Regions from separate parts of the Gossypium hirsutum genome. Here region 1 is linked to region 2. A link is a contact called in public Hi-C data. All regions are on one chromosome and are shown on one strand. The core of a region is the stretch at or near the end of the contact, and the rest is flanking DNA. Distances in the headings are between cores, read along the strand shown. Region 1 holds the start of LOC107926061 (transcription factor TGA1). Region 2 holds the start of LOC107945516 (pentatricopeptide repeat-containing protein At2g22070).

Region 1 (4,427 bases), core at 1,477-3,976, 900 kb before region 2:
AAAAAATTACGTTAAAAGAAAATGAGATGAGAGGAAGACAGAGAGGGAAAAGGAGAAGAGAATGAAAAAAAAAGTTTAAAGAGCATAAAAGAAAAAATAAATAGCTTGAAACAAAAAAATTTAACCTCAAATTTTTATTTCAAATGATGATTTAACGTGTTACGTTAGCTTATTGTTACACCGTTAGCAACAATTAATGCTCAGTGACTAAAATGTTACAACACGATAATATAAGTGACTAAAACGTAATATTTTAAACATAAGTGACTAAAATATAACCTAATATAAATAAAAGTAACTATTTTTATAATTTACTTAATTTATTTATTAATATTAATATTTTACCGTACTTTGCACGAAAGTGTGTATCTTTACATCAAAACTAGATAATGTAGTGTTATATCATTTAGATTCAGCAAAATTAGCATAATTTTAATAGGAAAGTTAAGATTTAAGTTGATTTTTTAGATTATCTAAAAAAAAATCGTTTTTATTGATAAAATACTCACGGAATACAATACCTGACACGCTTTAGGAAAAGCACTTTTTATAAAATGTATTTTATGTTAAATAATGTGTCATTTGCTTGTTAACTAAATGTGTGATATTTTATTTATGTATCTTTGGTTAAAATATTTTCTCGAGCATTTTTTTACTTTTAATTCATGTTGTTTTATTTTTTTATTTTTAATTCATGTTTTAATTACTAATTTTTTATTTATATAGAAAAATAATAAATATATAATTATGTGATGAAAATATATATTTTTAGTATATATCATTATGTTAAATAAAAATATATTTTATTCTTTAAAAACATCATCTAATTATTTTGATATATTTTTATTTAAATATTTTTTACTTTTAATTCACATTTTTAATTAATAAATTTTATTTATATAGATAAAATAATAAATATGTAATTATATGATGAAATATATATTTCAATATATATATCATTATATTTGTTGAAAAATATGAGACTGATAATTTGGTACTAAAGGGAGGAGTGCCCACTCCCTTGCCCACAAAATTTATATAGAGACAATTTTCATATTTAAGGTATCGGCAATTTATTGGACTAATTATTTGAGCTATGTTGATTATATCACTTGGGAAATCATATATTGATAATTGAATTAAATTAGATTACCTTTATCTGTCGATTGAGTCTTAGTTCAATTAGCATGGACTTTGTTGTCAATGTAAGAGGACGTGAATTCGAATGTGCTAAAGTAACTTTAAATCCTAACTCCATAGTAGAATGAAAAAAAAAATCACTATACTCTAACCGTCCACAAAAGAAACAAAACAGAGTCAATTGTTCATATTTAAAACTGAGATAAGAGCAAATTCTTCCTTATATTTGAACTATCATACTCTAAAAATTTTCTAAGAAAATCTCCAATTTTCCTTGCCAATACTTCAGAGAAAAACCCCGGGGTACTTCATGAATTTGTACCAAAAAATTATCCCTCAAATGGTACAAAATCAACAGATGATTATTAAAAGTCCACAGGGACCCCTTAAGTACCCTCTCCAGATCCATTTTATAGTAAAATCTAAACAAAAATCTTTTCTCCGCTAGATCCAAGATTTGAACCCTTTTTACCGGATGCCAGAAATTTGCCATTATACTCTTCATTGCTGGAAAGTGTATAACGCTTGTTGTTAAAAAACACCCCGCTAAACAAAATTCAACTTCCTCCATACTCAAATCAAGCTCTTTTTGAATATGTATAATTTCCTCTTCCTCATCATCCAAAGACAACGCAGCTAAATCTCTTTTCATTGAAATATATCTACCACTAAACTAGCGAATCGGCGAAGATAATAAAATTAGAACCCCTGATACAAATAGTGCCGTCAAGATCCTTCAAGAGAACCATAAAACTAACATAAACCTACAAGCAAGAACCTGCCAACGACGATAGACAGAAACATGCTAAAAAGCAGACTTATTGTATATTATTTTTAAATACACATTAGTTTCTATATTTATGGCACTATTTCTAATACATATTTAAATATTTTAAATAAATATAATAGTTAAAAATAAAAGAGTGCTAAAGTGAATTTATAACAACAGAAAAAAACTCATCTATAATATATTCACCTACAAAGTTTGATGTTAAAATACCCTAAACTTGAGTCTAAAGTAAGTATACCAAAGCTTCCTGCACATCCATCTTATATATTTTAGAAATGGGCAAAACATGTTCGTTATTCTTCCAAGAAGATTCAAATTCTTTTTTATTTTAAATTTCCAATACTGTCCTTAGAGAATCTCAGTATATCAAATATTAATAAGCTCACATATTCTTTTCGTTACCCGTCCCTACCCCCGAATTTCTCAATGGAATAGCCGTTACCATCCCACCACCAAAAGCATAAAATCGAAACAAAAAACTTTAAAACCACTTTCCACGCTCCTTGTGAGGTGGTTACACGCACGCGTCAACCACTTCGCCTGAATTTCCCTCCCACGCTCTCACCAAGCGCTTAAACCTAACTTCCCACTAAAGACAAAAACAAAAACAAATTTCGCCGGGAAAAATGACGTGAGTTATCAAGACAAGGAAGGGAAGAAGGATAAGCGTAGGTTAAGAGGGAGGGGTGCGTGGGATAAGAAGCCACCTGGTGCGCACATTAGCGATAGTGGAAAGATGGGCAATTCTTTAATAATTAATAAATTTGTTTTTTTTAATATAATGTAAAAATTGTTAATGGTATTGCTGTCGACTCAGTATATTGTGTAAGATCACGATAACACACAGAAAAATGCAAAGTGATAATTAGAAAAAGAAATTTATACGGAAGAATACAAAATATTATTAGTAGAAAAAAAAAGAATATTTTAAAAAGAAAATATAAAAGATTGGTGGAACAGTTTGAATGGGGTGTATTAAGGTGTGGTGCTCTCTGTAGGATTGATGTTAGGAGTGATGAGACAGAGGGCGATTTCAGATACAAGAAGGAGCCATTGCCTGTTTAATTTCAACTCTTTTTTTTTTGTGCTGTTTTTGGACCTATAATTTTAGCGGGAAACCCTTTCTAACGACCCTTCAAACGAGAAGGTTGGTTTTTCCGTTTTCTTCTTCTTGTCTCTTTTTTGAAAAATTTTGGTGGGTGTTTGGTTTCCGGGAGAGTTGGGGGAGAAAAATAACACAAAAATATAACATTCAAAAACTGGTTAAGTTGTTTAAACACAGGGTGTTTTCAAGTATTGTGTTTTTCCTTTGAATTAAACTTTTTTTCGGTTTAATTGGAGTTTTCTCTGTTATTTTTGTTTTTATGTAAGATGTAAATTAAGAGAAGTATTGAAATTTTTTGGGGTTAAGGAAATGGATTTTTATTCATTTACTTTTTTGGCTAATTTCATTGGTTCTGGGTTTAGCATTTAATTGTTAGCTATGCATCTTTTATTTCTCTTTTCTCTATCTTGGATGATTTTTTTTTTGTGGAACTTTTGTTCAGAGGTGAAAAAATAGATGGGATAAATATTGATTATTAATCATGTTTCCTTTCAGATTTGATTTTCGGGGTTTGCTTCTTTTTTCTTTTTTCTTTTTTCCATTTTGAATGACTCAAATAGAAGCTCGCAATTCTTCCTTATCCATATTCATATGCTTATGCATAATTTTATTTAAATGTTTTGGGTTTTCTTTGAATTCTTCTTTGTTTTATTCAACCTGTTGCGATTTTGCTAGGATCTACAATTGTTTCAGTGCTATGCAATCTACTTTTGAAGCAGAAGAAACTATTTTTTCTGCAAGTTTTGTTATTTGTTTTGTGCATATTAAGAAAGGTCCTATGGAAGAAAATCTTGCTAGTTTTGATGGTAACGAAGAATTTTAGGACTAGGAACAGGAGTAGCAATAGGTCCACCATGAACATAAGAGACAAGTGAACAGTGAGCTCCAATAATGAAAACAGTTGACAGCTTAAGACTGAGCTGGGTAGAGGAGAATCATAATTGGTTTTCAATCTTTTCTCACACTTGGATACAAATAATCTGTGTTTTCTGAGAAGAAAGCACTAAATTCAAGTTGATTTTGCGTAATTGATTGCTCTTTAGTGGAATCATAAACAGGCCGAGGAAGCACAAAAAGATGTCATTGTCCATCCTTTACTAACTATTCTCTATTATCTGTGACCTTGCACAGCAATCAATGCTGTTGCCGATCCTACTATGCAGCATAGCTTTATCTTCCTTAACTGTTAGGCTTCTATATGTCCAAATAAAAGGGTCTAATTGCCGATGCACGGTATTAAGTATCTTCAAAGGTTATTATGACTGAATTAGACTGGGGAGGGAGTGGGAACTTTAACTTGATGATAGAACAAGTAATGCAAAGGGGGAAACGGAAAGAAAGATTATAGGAGCTTGCAGCTGTGTCCTGGTTTGTTGAAGCTGTGATACTTGC
Region 2 (4,506 bases), core at 1,023-3,522:
CCCATGATATGGACATTCACGAGATTAGTGGCCTTAGGGTCATAGGCCTGACCCTTTTAATGTTTCCCCATCGGTAGGCCGAGATTAAATTTTTTAGAGCAATCATTAGCAGATTTTTTACCCATTGAAGATTTTTCTTGAGGACTAATTAAAATAGCTTTCCCTTTTTTCTTCAAATCTCTCTAAGTTTTCTTATTGATTTCCTCCTCCGTTGCAATCATCTCCAAGTCTATTAGTGATTGATAACATGATCCTATATTTTTCTCCCCTTTAAAATTGTTTCCCTTTTTGATCCCATCCAAGGTGCCACACTTGGTCTTCAACTCCACCAGCATCTAGGGACCATAGTCTCTTTCTCCAACCACTGCAGGAATTACAGAATTTATTTCTGACGTCTCACCCTTCTCTTTCGCCCCTGGGGATTGTGCGAACTGATGGATAAGTTTCCTTGGCGTGTCCATAGCAACCACAATTAAAGCAAACCACAGGTAGGTTTTTGTACTCGATCCTTTGAGGGCTACCATTGTTGAGAATCTTAGAGATTAATGGTCGCCTTAAATTGACATAAACTACCATGCGAGCGTAACAACCTCGCGGTCTGTTACCTGTGTTAAAGTCTAATTTTGTTACTTTACCTATCATTCCCCCAATCTTCGTAAGAATCTGTTTTTTGTATAAATGATTGGGAAGACCAGGAAAACGTATCTATGCGAGGACCATATTAGGGTAAGGTAAACTAGGATTGAAATCGATCGTCCAGGGTTGGACGGTTAGGTAATGACCAAAAATAACTCACGGACCCTAAGATAGAATCTTGTCATAGTCGTCAGTGCTCTGAAATTTTGCAAGAAAGTAACCATTCTCAATATCCATTAATTGAAAAGGCTTAGACAGTCTCCAAATCCCATGTAATCTATTATGCAGAGTCATGATACCAAGGTTTCGTCCCAACATTTTGAGTACCACAGAGGTTAACATTTCCTTTTCCAAAAGCTGATATACTCTCTCCAAGAAATCAATGGAAGGAACACCATCAACAAAAGATTTCTTGACATTCTGCTTTGTGAGAGAGAAATTATCAGCAAAAAATTGACCATCACTTGTATTATTTTGAACAATAGTTTCTTTCCCCACTAGCATATCCTTCCATGACATAGAAGGCATTGGTTATGGCTCTACAACCATCACATCTTCAGGAATCATGTCCGACTCCTTAAATCGAACCTTCTTTGTATTAGAATCCTCAAGAAGAGAATCACCTTCTTCATTCCTGTCTGCAGTAGAAACCGAAGAAGACGAGAGCATTTTTTTTCTTTTCCAAAAATCTTTAAATGTGCATAATATGTATAATTTAATGCTTTTGAATATTATAAATTACTATTAATTACTAATTTATCTCTTAATCCAAGTTGCATAAAGAAATACTTAAATAATTGTCATTTTTGTTATATTATCGATCCATCTCATAGGAAAAACGACAAATTAATTATTATATATATAGATATTTATAATTATTTACTATTAATATTTCAATAATTAAATTATTAAATTTATTAATATAATATATAAATGTAAATATTTCCTTTTTATTTTCTTTCATATACTTAGGCAATAATTTATAATTACTTTTTGCTTAAATATGGATGTTTTATCTTAAATGGAGGAAACAACAACGTAATTTTTGCACATTTCCTTGCATAAACATAACTTGTAGTTTTAATGAAAATTATGTAAGTTTATAATATTAAAAACCGTTTAGATGTGGGATAACCAATAATGTCATTTCAAAGAAAACCTTACTTTTGTATATATGATTTCGAAAAGGGAATATTTTAACTTACAAATTTTGAGTAACATTGGTTAATATAAAAATTTACAGTTTAATAATTTATAAGTGAAAAATTAATAAAAATCAATAATTTAATAATTTATGTGCAACATGTTAGTAAAATTCAATATGCTTTAAATTTTTGTGAAGCATATACTTGATATTTATATATATTGCAAAACAAACACAAGTATTATATAAATTATTTTAAAAGATCTGAATAACATGATTTCAAGCATTCCAGTAACGAAAATTGACTATTAAATGGCATTCTTTTGCTGTATGCTTCAAATATGCAGACACTATATTTTTTTAATTTAAGCCATCCTGCTTTTGTTACCACCCGTGGTCGTGGCGCAATGGTAGTCTTCAGTTCAGAAGGTTGCAGGTTCGATTCACGTCGAGTTCATTATTCCCGGTCTCTTTTTTCGAATCCCGAACCGTTGAGAACCCTGAAAGTGGGCTCGGGTCGAAATGACACCATGTTACAAAGAAGAAGTTGCTTTTTTTGTTTTTGGAAGGTCAAGTCTCAATGAATTAGAAACATTCAATTTAAACCAAAACCAAAACCAAAACCAAAACCAAAACCAAAACCTTGTAATTATTCTTAATTGAATTTATTCTTCAAATACGATAACTAAATGAACATCCCAGACCCATTCTCTTTATCATATCACAACGCTCGTCTCCTCCAAGAAAGCCTCAAATCCAATGACCTCTTAGCCGGGAAATTGGTCCACGCCCGAGTTATCAAATCTGGGCTTCACTTTAGTGTCATCTTACTCAACAATCTCATGAATTTTTACTCCAGAACTGGGTGCTTTTCCGATGCTCAGTTATTGTTCGACGAAATGCCTGTCAAAACTATTTTCACGTGGAATACCCTTTTATCATCTTATTCCAGACGGGCTAAAATGTCTGAAGCTACTGAAATTTTTCGTAAGATACCGGATCGTGATTCTGTTTCCTGGAGCACGATTATTATGGGGTACAATCAGATGGGTCGTTTTCAAAGTGCCATAAAATTGTTTGATAAAATGATTAAGGAACGAGTAATACCAACGCAATACACGATTACTAGTGTTCTTGCATCATGCGCTGCTATTAAAGCTTTAGATATTGGTCGAGAGGTACATTCTCTCGTCGTCAAGTTTGGGCTTAGTAGTTATGTTAGTGTAGTTAACTCTTTGTTAAATATGTATGCTAAGTCTGGTGATCCAATGATGACAAGAGTTATTTTTGATAGGATGGAATATAGGAACACATCGAGTTGGAATGTTATGATTTCGTTGCATATGCAGCATGGACGAGTTGATCTTGCACGTGGACAATTTGAAAGGATGAGTGAAAGAGATATAGTGACATGGAATTCGATGATTGCAGGTTACAATCAACTTGGGCATGATTTTGATACTTTATGTACATTTAGTAATATGCTGAGGGATTCTTTGTTGCTTCCTGATAAATTCACGTTTATTAATGCGTTATCAGCTTGTGCCAACCTTGAGATGTTGAAACTTGGGAAACAAATCCATGCTCGTATTGCTAGCACCAACTTCAATACATATGGGCCAGTAGGAAATGCCTTGATCTCAATGTATGCAAAGTCAGGTGGGGTTCAAATTGCTCAAAAGATTGTAGAGCAGAGTGGGATTTCACGCCTTGATATTATTGCATTTACATCTTTGCTGGATGGATATGTTAAGCTTGGAGATTTAAAACCAGCTAGGCAGATATTTGACTCACTGAAAGACCGTGATGTAGTTGCTTGGACTGCCATGATTGTTGGATACTTGCAGAATGGCTTGAATACTGATGCAGTGGAGCTTTTTAGGTTAATGGTCAGAGATGGTCCTAAACCAAATAACTTCACTCTGGCAGCTATGTTGAGTGTCAGTTCAAGCTTGACTTCATTGAATCATGGCAAAGAAATTCATGCAATTGCAATAAGAACTGGTCAAGCATCCTTGGTTTCTGTGAACAATGCTCTAATTACGATGTATGCTAGAGTTGGAAGCATTAATTGTGCAAGGAAAGTATTCAATCGGATATACTGGTTCAGAGATATTGTATCTTGGACATCTATGATAATGGCTCTTGCTCAACACGGTCTTGGAGAAGAAGCCCTTGAGCATTTTGAAAAGTTGTTGGCAGCTGGAATTAAGCCTGACCATATAACATATGTAGGTGTACTCTCTGCTTGTACACATGTGGGGCTGGTTGAACAGGGTAGTAGGTATTATAATATGATGAAAGATTTTCACAAGATTGAACCTACGCTAAGCCATTATGCACTGATGGTTGACCTTCTTGGGCGAGCTGGATTGATACAAGAGGCATATGATTTTATTGAAAAAATGCCCATTGAACCAGATGTTGTAACTTGGGGTTCGCTCTTATCTTCTTGTAAGGTTTATAAGAATGTAGACCTTGGAAAGGTTGCAGCTGAAAGATTGCTCCTTATTGACCCTGACAACAGTGGGGCCTACTCAGCCCTAGCTAATTTGTATTCAGTTTGTGGAAAGTGGGACGATGCTGCAAAAATTCGCAAGTTAATGAAGGATGGAGGGGTAAAGAAAGAACAGGGAATAAGTTGGGTTCAGATAAAGAACAAATTCCATGTCTTCGGAGCTGAGGATGGGCTTCACCCACAGAAAGATGAAATCTACAAGATGATG

Evidence for each region. Hi-C and Micro-C count contacts between places; a contact is called where the count stands out from the background.
Region 1: a contact with region 2 is called in a Hi-C map of leaf, with 6 times the contacts expected there. The contact joins the promoter of LOC107926061 here to the promoter of LOC107945516 in region 2. A contact is called at or near these places in 15 of 34 Hi-C or Micro-C datasets (callus, fibers, hypocotyl and 3 more).

Annotation. Positions count from the first base shown.
Region 1 is chrA12:55,109,773-55,114,199 of Gossypium_hirsutum_v2.1, reverse strand. It overlaps LOC107926061 (transcription factor TGA1), which reads left to right and starts at 2,726. Exons shown (of 9, transcript XM_016856871.2): 1 at 2,726-3,077.
Region 2 is chrA12:54,211,740-54,216,245 of Gossypium_hirsutum_v2.1, reverse strand. LOC107945516 (pentatricopeptide repeat-containing protein At2g22070) reads left to right here and starts at 2,272. Exons shown (of 2, transcript XM_016879562.2): 1 at 2,272-3,211; 2 at 3,320-4,506. The coding sequence starts at 2,470.